Regions from separate parts of the Mus musculus genome. Here regions 1 and 3 are each linked to region 2. The links are chromatin contacts, called in public Hi-C and HiChIP or PLAC-seq maps. All regions are on one chromosome and are shown on one strand. The core of a region is the stretch at or near the end of the contact, and the rest is flanking DNA. Distances in the headings are between cores, read along the strand shown. Region 1 has its middle 27 kb from the start of Gm39129. Region 2 has its middle 17 kb from the start of 3930402G23Rik. Region 3 has its middle 7.5 kb from the start of Gm15418.

What was found. A called contact is a pair of places that touch in the nucleus more often than the background predicts. HiChIP or PLAC-seq counts read pairs in DNA pulled down with a chosen protein or histone mark.
Region 1: a contact with region 2 is called in an H3K4me3 HiChIP or PLAC-seq map of bone marrow-derived macrophages, with 4 times the contacts expected there. The contact joins two enhancer-like sites. A contact is called at or near these places in 2 of 115 datasets of contacts at active chromatin or transcription factors (bone marrow-derived macrophages and embryonic basal ganglia).
Region 3: a Hi-C map of bone marrow-derived macrophages shows a contact between it and region 2, with 3 times the contacts expected there. The contact joins two enhancer-like sites. A contact is called at or near these places in 8 of 39 promoter capture datasets (the 3T3-L1 cell line, 3T3-L1-derived adipocytes, the HPC-7 cell line and 5 more), 6 of 484 Hi-C or Micro-C datasets (the AML12 cell line, the HL-1 cell line, bone marrow-derived macrophages and 2 more) and 2 of 115 datasets of contacts at active chromatin or transcription factors (embryonic limb bud and stem cell-derived neural progenitor cells).

Annotation. Positions count from the first base shown.
Region 1 is chr8:10,710,023-10,713,374 of GRCm38.p6, forward strand. No RefSeq gene overlaps it. Among named protein-coding and RNA genes, the nearest start is that of Gm39129, 27 kb to the right of the region's middle. Within about 2 kb of position 1,674, at least 8 of the 459 cell types and tissues checked have an H3K27ac peak or open chromatin away from gene starts, as enhancers often do. A contact at or near this core is called in bone marrow-derived macrophages, where this site is marked.
Region 2 is chr8:10,944,210-10,947,372 of GRCm38.p6, forward strand. No RefSeq gene overlaps it. Among named protein-coding and RNA genes, the nearest start is that of 3930402G23Rik, 17 kb to the left of the region's middle. Within about 2 kb of position 1,867, at least 301 of the 459 cell types and tissues checked have an H3K27ac peak or open chromatin away from gene starts, as enhancers often do. A contact at or near this core is called in bone marrow-derived macrophages, where this site is marked.
Region 3 is chr8:11,178,640-11,181,900 of GRCm38.p6, forward strand. No RefSeq gene overlaps it. Among named protein-coding and RNA genes, the nearest start is that of Gm15418, 7.5 kb to the right of the region's middle. Within about 2 kb of position 1,917, at least 25 of the 459 cell types and tissues checked have an H3K27ac peak or open chromatin away from gene starts, as enhancers often do. A contact at or near this core is called in bone marrow-derived macrophages, where this site is marked.

The sequences.
Region 1 (3,352 bases), core at 424-2,923, 230 kb before region 2:
TTTAGTATTGTCATTTTTCTTTTCTTTTATTGGATATTTTCTTCATTTACATTTCAAATGTTATCCCCTTTCCTGGTTTCTCCTCCAGAAACTCCCATCCCATCCCCCTCCCCCTGCTTCTATAATGTTGTTCCCCCAACCCAACCACCCACTCCTGCCTCCCCTCCCTGGTGTTCCCTTACACTGGGGCATGGAACCTTCACAAGACCAAGGGCCCCTTCTCCCATTGATGCCCAACAAGTCTATTCTCTGCCTCATATACAGCTGGAGCCATGGGTCCCTCCATGTGTATTTTTTGGTTGGTGGTTTTGTCCCTGGGAGATCTGGGGTGTCAGGTTGGTTGATTTTGCTGTTCTTCCTGTGGAGTTGCAAATCCCTTCAGCTCCTTCATTCCTTTCTCCAACTCCTTCACTGTGGTCCCCAAACTCAGTCCAATGGTTGGCTGCCAACATTCACCTCTGTGTTTGTCAGGCTCTGGCAGAGCTTCTCGGGAGACAGCTATATCAGACTCCTGTCAGCAAGCACTTCTTGGCATCCACAATAGTGTCTGGGTTTGGTGACTGTATATGGGATGGATCCCCAGGTGGGGCAGTCTCTGGATGACCTGTCCTTCAGTGTCTAGGAGCCTGCATCTTACAAAACCAAACCCCACTGATTTTCAGGGTTTGTCTTCTTATCAGAACTATGGCCAATTGTCCTTCACCTTCGTCTGCTTTCAGCTGCATTTGTCTCATTTCTTTCACGACACTCTCTCCCTCTTAAGATTACCAAATACTGCCCATAATTCACTTACATTTCTTCCAACAGTCCTCCTCTCCCCACAAGGGCTCAGTAGGCAAAGCCAGTTTCGTCCCAGGATTGTCTAGTACTGACAGGGCACAGCCATTCTCTGATAAGTAAAGTTCTCCATACCCCTTACACCCAGAGGTTGGTGGTCACCTATTTAGATTTGACCCCTCTTGACCCACATTGAGCTTGGGATATCACACAATATGTGCAACGCCAAACTCTATAGAAACTGATTGAAGACTCGTATCCCTTTGGTTCTGTAAATAGTTGGCAGTCACTGACAAGAAATGATGTGGTATAACCGTCAGGTAATCTTGAGTACAGTGGCCTTTGCAGTCTGCTTAGGAATGCTAAAACCTACCCTAGACTAAAGTGGGAACATGAGCTCATAGAATGTGCTTTTCCTGATCTAGTGACATCATTGAATTAAAAAACGAATATATTTCCAGATGATTGCCTAACTAAAGGGAGTGTGGAGAAAGCTTCATTTCCTTCCCCGTTCTTCAGTTTCTACAAGCAAAAGAGAAACGAAGACTGTGAATTCCCTCTACATGGAGCAGATATTGATTGATTTCTATCAACAGAAGCTTTTGGGCACACATTTCTAAAGAGCTCAAGTCATTTGAACCAGCAAAGTGCATCCTCGGTGGGCTGACCTAAGTCAATCCTTAAAAAAAAAAATCATAGTTTTAATGACAAATCACTCAACCTTTAGAATAAATTGAGGCTCCCAGCTGGTAAGACAGTGCCTGACAGAGCTGAAGCTGTGGTGTGCAGAAGCTAAGGCGTTTACGGAGAAGAGCTCTGCAGCTGGGGTTCGTTTTGTTTTACCTTGGATCGTTGCTTTGTAGTTCCTCAAGTGAGAGTAGCAGAAGAGTGTTTCCTGCAGCCTAGCGCCTCTGGTGTGGAAGCCAGGGCTGCGTCTGTCTGTCTGGTTCTTGGGCTGTGAGTAGAAGAGGGGAGACAGTAGAATGAGAGAGACACACAAAGGGAGGGAAACCAGGCCGTTTACAATATTTATGCTGGTTATCTGACTTAATGATGTTTTAAAGTATTGGCTTTAGTAGAAAATACTATTAGTATTGATTTTATATGTTCTTTTTCTCTTGTTTTAAACGTGTCTACCAGAACACTGAAACTCCATAGGCCAGCCACTCGCCTTCCGTTTCTAGCATAGAGTGCTGCTCAAGGCAGAAACTTCCAGGAAGGACTTATTAAACCTTATGTTGTTCACAAATAACTCAATTTCTTCCTTAAAATGCACTAGCCTAGGATTTCATCCCATCAAATAGTAAACAACAAGGTTGATTTCTATCCGTATAAATAAGAAAAAGTAGAAAGGCAAAGAACCAAGTGGGCAAGGTTGAATTTCTGGGTATTAATTTTAATATGTGATTTTAAAAGCACACCACACAGACACCCCAGCTTTGAGCTTTGGGTAGAAGATTGATAGCAGACTAAAATTGATCCTTTGCCCATCAACATGACAGGCGCGATAATGGATAGATTACCCATATCAGCTAATCAGAATGCAGCCCCATGGCCACCACGGAGCAGATGTTTCCTTTTGTGTCATGTTGATAGAGAAATGGACAAGGGACATTTAAAATTCATTGTGGGGAGACTCTATATTATAATGAATCTCATTAATAGTGATTAAGTTTTTTTTTTACTCCCCCGCTACTGTGGTTAATACCCTCCCTTTTGTAGGTCAGAAGGGCTGAGGTAGTCAGCTTGCCAGCAGCTGGTATCACCGTTTTGTGTCTCAGAAGGTTTCTTATGCTTTAAAGCAACTTCTAAACTAAAAATGTTCATTTCCTTATAAACTGGCCAAATTCACATGACAGAGGTTTTAAATGACGAGTGCAAATGGAGAAATGTCCAGCTTTGCCAAGGTCTCTATGACTTTTAATTGCTATTGCAGGCAGGTGGCAGCTGACATAACCACCTTGTTTACTTGACTAGAAAATTCTTCTGGGGGCGGGAGCAAGCAGGGGCCAGAGTGAGTGGGGCCAGAGTGAGCAGGGCAGAGCGAGAGAGAGAAAAAGAAAGAAAGAAAGAAAGAAAGAAAGAAAGAAAGAAAGAAAGAAAGAAAGAAAGAAAGAAAGGAAGGAAGGAAGGAAGGAAGGAAGGAAGGAAGGGGAAGAAAGAAAGAGAGAGTGAGGGAGGGAGGGAGGGAGGGAGGGAGGAAGGAAGGAAGGAAGGAAGGAAGGAAGGAAGGAAGGAAGGAAGGGAGGAAAAGGAAGGAAGGAAGAAAGGGAGGGAGGGAGGGAGGAAGGAAGGAAGGAAGGAAGGAAGGAAGGAAGGAAGGGAGGAAGGAAGGAAGGAAAAGGAAGGAAGGAAGGAAGGAAGGAAGGAAGGAAGGAAGGAAGGGAGGGAGGGAGGGAGGGAGGGAGGAAGAAAGGAAGGAGGGAAGGAAGGAAGGGAGGGAGGGAGGGAGGGAGGGAGGGAGGAAGAAAGGAAGGAAGGAAGGAAGGAAGGAAGGAGAGAGGGAGGGAGGGAGAGAGAAAGGAAGGAAGGAAGGAAGGAAGGGGGGAAGGAAGGAAGGAAGGAAGGAAGGAAA
Region 2 (3,163 bases), core at 617-3,116:
ATTGGCCCTAGTAAATGGATAATTCTGCGCTGTTCACCTCCGTTCTCCCTTAGGAATCACGGTCATCTTAGGGGAGCTGTACTCTGTGTGTTCTCTGTTCTCAGTCATCCATACCTGGGAGGACTCATTTTCCTCCCCATCTCACTGGGTCCTGAGCATAGCAAGCCTTTGGCCCATTTCAAGCTTCAAGTTCTTATACTAAGCATACAAAAAACCGTGGCAGTTTGACTCTTCGTGTGTGTGTGTGTGTGTGTGTGTGTGTGTGTGTGTGTGTGGTTTGGGATTCAAGTCGATCAAAACAGAAAACAAGAGAATAAAGTACAGAACTTAATCCACCTCTGTCCATCAAAAAAATGCTACGAATTAACTTGATTAACGCCCCCAACAATGAGAGTCCAGAAAGTAACAGGGATTCCGAGCAGACGATGCCATTTTACTTATTTTCCAGATTTGCTTTCTAAGAAAAATATATAAAAGAAAGTGGGAGGGGCTATGGAGTGGAAGCTCTGAGAAGCTCTTCCCAAGATGAAGTCCAGATTCTGTTTCTTGATTGAGATGAACTCCTCAGTGGGGTTGCAAGCTCACTGTAAAGAGAGTAGGCCTTCACTTCAGCTCAAGAAGAAGAACCAGACACAGAGATGGGTGTGCTTCATGCTGCATGCTTGGGGTAACTCCCACAAACAAACAAACAACCTCCCTGGGCGCTGCTGTGCACCCAGGGCAGCCATGTGTCTCCAGGGAAACACATTGTTCTTAGACAGCTCTACTCACTTGGAGTGATGCCCTGGGTCCACCAGTCACTGATACTGGGGTGTCCTGCATCCTGCCCATGAGGCTCTATCTTGGCAAAGCAAATTTTTAGCAGTTGCCATAATTAAATAGTGCAGATCATGAGGAAAACAGTGTGGATAGAAGACGCCGGCAAGGGGGTCCAATCCAATCCCCAGGGTGGTAATCACTTTTCTTTACTGTGACAAAATGCCTGATGCACAGAACGGAAGAAGGAGAAGTTTGGGGCTGCAGAGGGTGGCTTAGGGACTAAAGTATGTGTGCCACAGGAGTGGAATGCAATTCAGGTTCCCAGAGAATGACAGAGAGGTGTGGTGGCCTGCTGTAAGCCCAGCCTGGGGAGGCTGATGCACAGAATAGCCAGAGCAAGCTGGCTCCCAATGGCAGACATATGTGCAGGCTCTGGGTTTGATTGAGAGACTCTGCCTTCAATGAAAAAGATAACAAGATGATCAAGGATGAACTGCAGCATCAATCTCCAGCTTCTACGTGTGCACATGTAATGCAAGCACACACACACACACAAACACACACACACACACACACACATACACATACACACACACACGGGGTGGGGAATGACAAAGAAGGACTGAATTTACTTTCTTGTGGTTTCAGTCTATGGTCCCTAGGCTCTGTCACTCCTAGACTGAACATCATGACAGGAGTGTGGGGCAGGGTAGAGCTGCCCAGCCCATGGTGGCCAGCGAACAGGGAGAGAGGGCCAGAGACAAGAGAGAGACCCATTCCCTCCAAGAAGAACCCACCTCCTTTCCATGGCCTCTCAGCAATGCCACCAAGCTATGAGGCCACCAGTGAGGTCACAGCCCTGAAGATCCAGTCATCTCCCCCAAATCAGCTGGCAGCTGAGCCTGAGGGACATTTCAGTTCCAAACCATAAAGCTTAAGAAGCCAGCACACAAAACGCCCTCAGTAAGCAGGAGTTTCAGAGATTTAGAGATGAAAAAAAAAAAAAAACCTGTTCCCTTTCTGTTTTCATGAATGGGTTCTGCCGACAGCAGCTAAACCACCAATCACAAGGTGGCTGCGGGGAGTTGCTGCTAACTGCATCTGCACAGCACAGGGAGGAAGCTCTCTCTTGGCCTGGGTTCTTGTGAACCTTTACTGAGGCCACGAGGCCGCCCTGAACCAAGAAAGCCAGGAAGTCTCCGTAATGCACTTATCAGCTCCAGGGAAAACCCTCCCTGTCTTGGCAGCTGGCCCAGGCAGGCGTGGGGAGGTGGCCCAGGCCTTCCTGCTGCCTCGCCCACTGCGGAACAGCAGCAGTTGCCATTCAAGGAAGAGGCTGCACAGGAAACAGATGTGTACGCGCGGCAGAGAACCGGCACCAGCCCTGCGCAAAGCAGCCCGGCCCTCCATTCATAAAAACCGAAGCAAAGGCCATCCCAGACAGAGGAACTCGCCAAGCTGATAGTGACTGCGAGCAGCAAGTGAAAGGGCCGGCCCTGGAGGAAACAAATAAAAATCAAACACCCCATTTGAGCCAGAGAGATAGCTGAGGAAATTGCACCCATAAAGAAATTGCAGCTACAGGCAGGGAAGGGGGAGGAGAAGGAACGAGAAAGAAGAAGGGAAAACAGCAAAAGCCAAGGGGAGCGAGCAAAATAAAACTTCTCTGGCACCGGGCAGCCCAGAAGAGTGGCCTCCTCCTCTGTGGCCAACAATAGTAAAAAACCTACGTTTAAAAGCAAAACGAATCAGACAAAGGAATAGGGAAAAAAAAAGTCCTCTGACGCGTAGCAAGAGGGTCAGCAAAGGACAGATCAGATACCACGGTTGATGGGGATGGTTAGAGGATCAAACAGATGAGTAAAGGCAGGCAGGCTGAAGTTCAGCCAGGACTGGAAAGCCAAAAGGGTCGCACCTGTGTGGTCCCTGAGGGTCAGGGAGATTCGCAGAGCGCTCTCTCTCTCTCTCTCTCTCTCTCTCTCTCTCTCTCTCTCTCTCTCTCTCTCTCTCTCTCGATATTTTCAGGCAGGGGTTTCTCTGTGGAGCCCCTATGATATGTAGAACAAGTCTCAAACTCCTGCCTTGGGCCACTGCGCCACAAATAGCAGGGAGTTCGCGCACAGATTAACTCCTTGCCCTGGTTCCAGGCTTCATGAGCATGGGCTGACAAGGAGGGGCCACCCCCTAACACACACACACACACACACACACACACACACACACACACACACACACACACCGCCTTAAAACAATAGCAGCTAAACAACTAAGTAACCTCATTCAGCTGAAGCCAGCTGTGCAGTAGAAGGGGATCTGGAGGGGGAGGGGGTTTATTCTTAAGACATAAACTTAAGAATGTAAAACATCGAGCCTCAGTGCAAAGAGAGATGCTCCGCCCTCTCTT
Region 3 (3,261 bases), core at 667-3,166, 230 kb after region 2:
TAGAAACGCCTTAAACACTTTACGTTTTAAAGTGGAAGTTGCAGGAGCCTAAGCTCAAAGGCTGGGTTAGCTGGTCTTTACTTTGTTCTTCTCCACAAAACATTCTCCAATGACCTGTGGGACATGAGGCCTCTGCTTTTCTGACAAAGGTCAAAGGAGCAAGAAAGGTGAAAGGAGATACTTAGTGCCCCTAAGTTCCTGGATATCGGGGCTTGGTGGGTTCTGTGTACATGCAGCCAGAGAGGATGTAAACTCTTGAAGCAGCATACCAGATCCTCAGCTCTCTGCAATGGGAGGACCACACACACACACACACACACACACACGAAGACATGACTATGCATGCTTGTGTTTCATCAGAATAAAACCAGAACATCCCTGGCTACTGTAGCCATAATTAACCTGCTAGAGTCCCCTCACTACAACAGTGATGGGAGGATAAAACTGAGTTTCCTTCACACTAAAGACTGCAGTGTTGGCCACCCATGCTATCACTGTGCGTATCTTCACAGTGCCCCACTATCCAACTTTACAAACCTAGGAAGTATAAAGACAGCTGTCTTCTCCAGATGTGTGCCCAGGTCCCATGTAAGCTGGACAAGCCTTGTTCTTGAACCTACAAGCAAAAGTTTGGGGTCATCGACGGATACATGATCATAGTCTCTCTCTCTCGGATCTAACCATGATCTAGAACAGTCCTCATGATCCAAAGAAATCCTTCAATAAAAATGATTTACCATGTCCCTGCAAACAAAGATGGCAGCTACTACCTCAGCCAGAATCACAGTCAGCCCCAAGTCTTCGCTGACTTCTTCTGCTTAGTCACTTTGACTACTTAGCACAGACATCATGTGTGTCAATTTCACACGAGCTGTTCCTATCACAGAGAAAGGAGCCTCCATGAGATCCAGCTGTAAGGCATTTTCTAAATTAGTGATCAAGGGGGAGAGGGCCCATTGTGGGAGGTTCAACCCCTGGGCTGGTAGTCTTGGGTTCTATAAGAAAGCAAGCTGAGCAAGCCAGGGGAAGCAAGCCAATAAGCAGCATTCCTCCATGGCTTCTGCCTCCATTCGTGCCTCCAGGTTCCTGGCCTGTGTGAGTTCCAGTCCTGACTTCCTTGGTGATGAACAGCAACATGGAAGTGTAAACTGAATAAACCCTTTCCTCCCCAACTTGCTTCTTGGCCATGATGTTTTATGCAGTAATAGAAACTCTGACTAAGATACATCACAACAAAAGTTATATGGGAGCGCTAATATTTGGTTTTCTTTCTTTCTGCTCTCCAGTTAACACCAGCAAGGCCTTTTAGGCTGGCAATGAGTGACATGCTCAGGCCAGTCATGGCTGGGACTCCTGTTCACATGCAGAGGTCAAAGCTAGACCAACAGTCTGGCTTTCATTTCCCATTTTTCCAGATAAGCTCCCACCGCCAACCACACTACCACCCAGGGAACAAGAGGCACTGCACACAGGAAGTAGCATTTCCTGTAGCTGGACAGCTCTTCAGCCTCTCTCTTGGAGGGAACCTAATTTTCCAGGACTCCCCGCCCAGATACAGTCTTCCCCAGAACACTGTGTCCATCCAGAGAGCCATATGACAACAGAAACCTAACAGGACACCCTTTTGTCTTGCAAGAAGACCGCAACATATTCATAGGTATCGCTCCAAGGAATGCAGTTATCTGATCAGTCTTGGTAGCCCTAAAACTGTGGGTGGATTCGTCAGGGCCAGAGTCTGTCTTTCTGAATCTTGGTCCATCAGTCAGAACACAGACAGCTCCCAACATCCTCCAGGAGCTGGGATGTACAGAATCAGCTTGGAACCAATGGTGGAGACCCTGAGCTGGGAGATGGGCCGGTGCAGGAAGTTTTTTAAACGAGTTCCTGCCCAGTAACAAAGTAACAGAGAGGAAGTCCAGCCCTGCTTATCTCAGAGTGAGGAAGAGAAGATGAGCAGAGGCCAGCAAGCACAACAGGAGAGTCCCAGTCTCGGAAATGCTCCCGTGGCCACTGACAAAGCACAGTGTCTCATCCTGAGCACCCAGGGACATCGCTTCACCTCTCAGCAGAAGCACCTTAGTGGACATGGTCACTTTTCATGCTTGTAGGAATTAAATGAGGTGAGATGCAGCAGGCACCTGACAGCTAGACCTGAGTGAGACCTCCCTTCCCTTACCAACATGGAGGTCCGAGTCACTCATAGCCTTACGAAGTACAGTCAGAAGAAATCCAAGCTGCTTACTGAAGCTAAGTGCAGTGGAATCCGGTCCAGCTCCCACGGAGAGTGGTGTGAGCATGCAATCCCCTACACTGTGAGAAGGGGCCATTCTGTGAGATGGCGACTCCTCAAGGTCGTTACAACAAGAAGGCTAAATGGCTGCCTTTCAGAGGATGAATAGCCACCAATTCCTTCTAGATAATCAGACCAGTGTGTCTCAGCTGCAAAGTACCATGGCTTCCAGTGTTCTGTTCTCCCTACCAGCAGACATTAGGATGGGAGCCCTCTCTCCCCTGACACCTGACCCATTCTTGCCGGAAGACACGGCCTCTTGTAAGGAAATGAACTTGCCAAGACATAGACTGACTTTCTGCAACAATGAACATGCATGTAAAGTGTGGGCTGGACTGTCCCCCCCCCCCCTCAGTTTCCACAGACAATGCAGCAGTCACAGCGTGCAGTCAGGGCCCACATGCCTGCCTTCCATCTTTCATATAGATGTGCCACCTTTGATTCAACCCCTGTTTAAATCAAAACCTCTTGACCTTTCGCTTAAATAAAAGGCAATTGCCGGGCTGTCCCATTATGAATAACAAATAGGACCATTATTTAAGAGGCTGCGCATTCTAAGGAGCTGGGAGGCCATTTTTAGGAAATCTATGGCAGAGGATAGTCTAATTATAACCTAGGCTTATGTCGTGCTCAACCCCAAGATGTCTCAAAGCCCACTGTGGTTTTCTAACCACCTTCCTCCAGAAAAGAAACCATCAACAAAGAAACACACCACCAGTCAGGTGCATTTCCTGCCAGACAAAAATCAGCTCAGGGACATTTGAAATCGCACTTCCTAACAGTAAAAGCAACCGTGCCTGTGTCTTTGGACCAAAGCACTGACACTGTAATAACCCTCTTGGTAAAATAAACCTGGCCTAACATGAACTATGACCAGAAATCTTATGGGAAAGACACCTTGGGTGGAGCTTCTGGCTAAGCAGTGTCCTGTGGTGATTGAATGGAGTGACCCAAAAGATTAGATAAGTCAA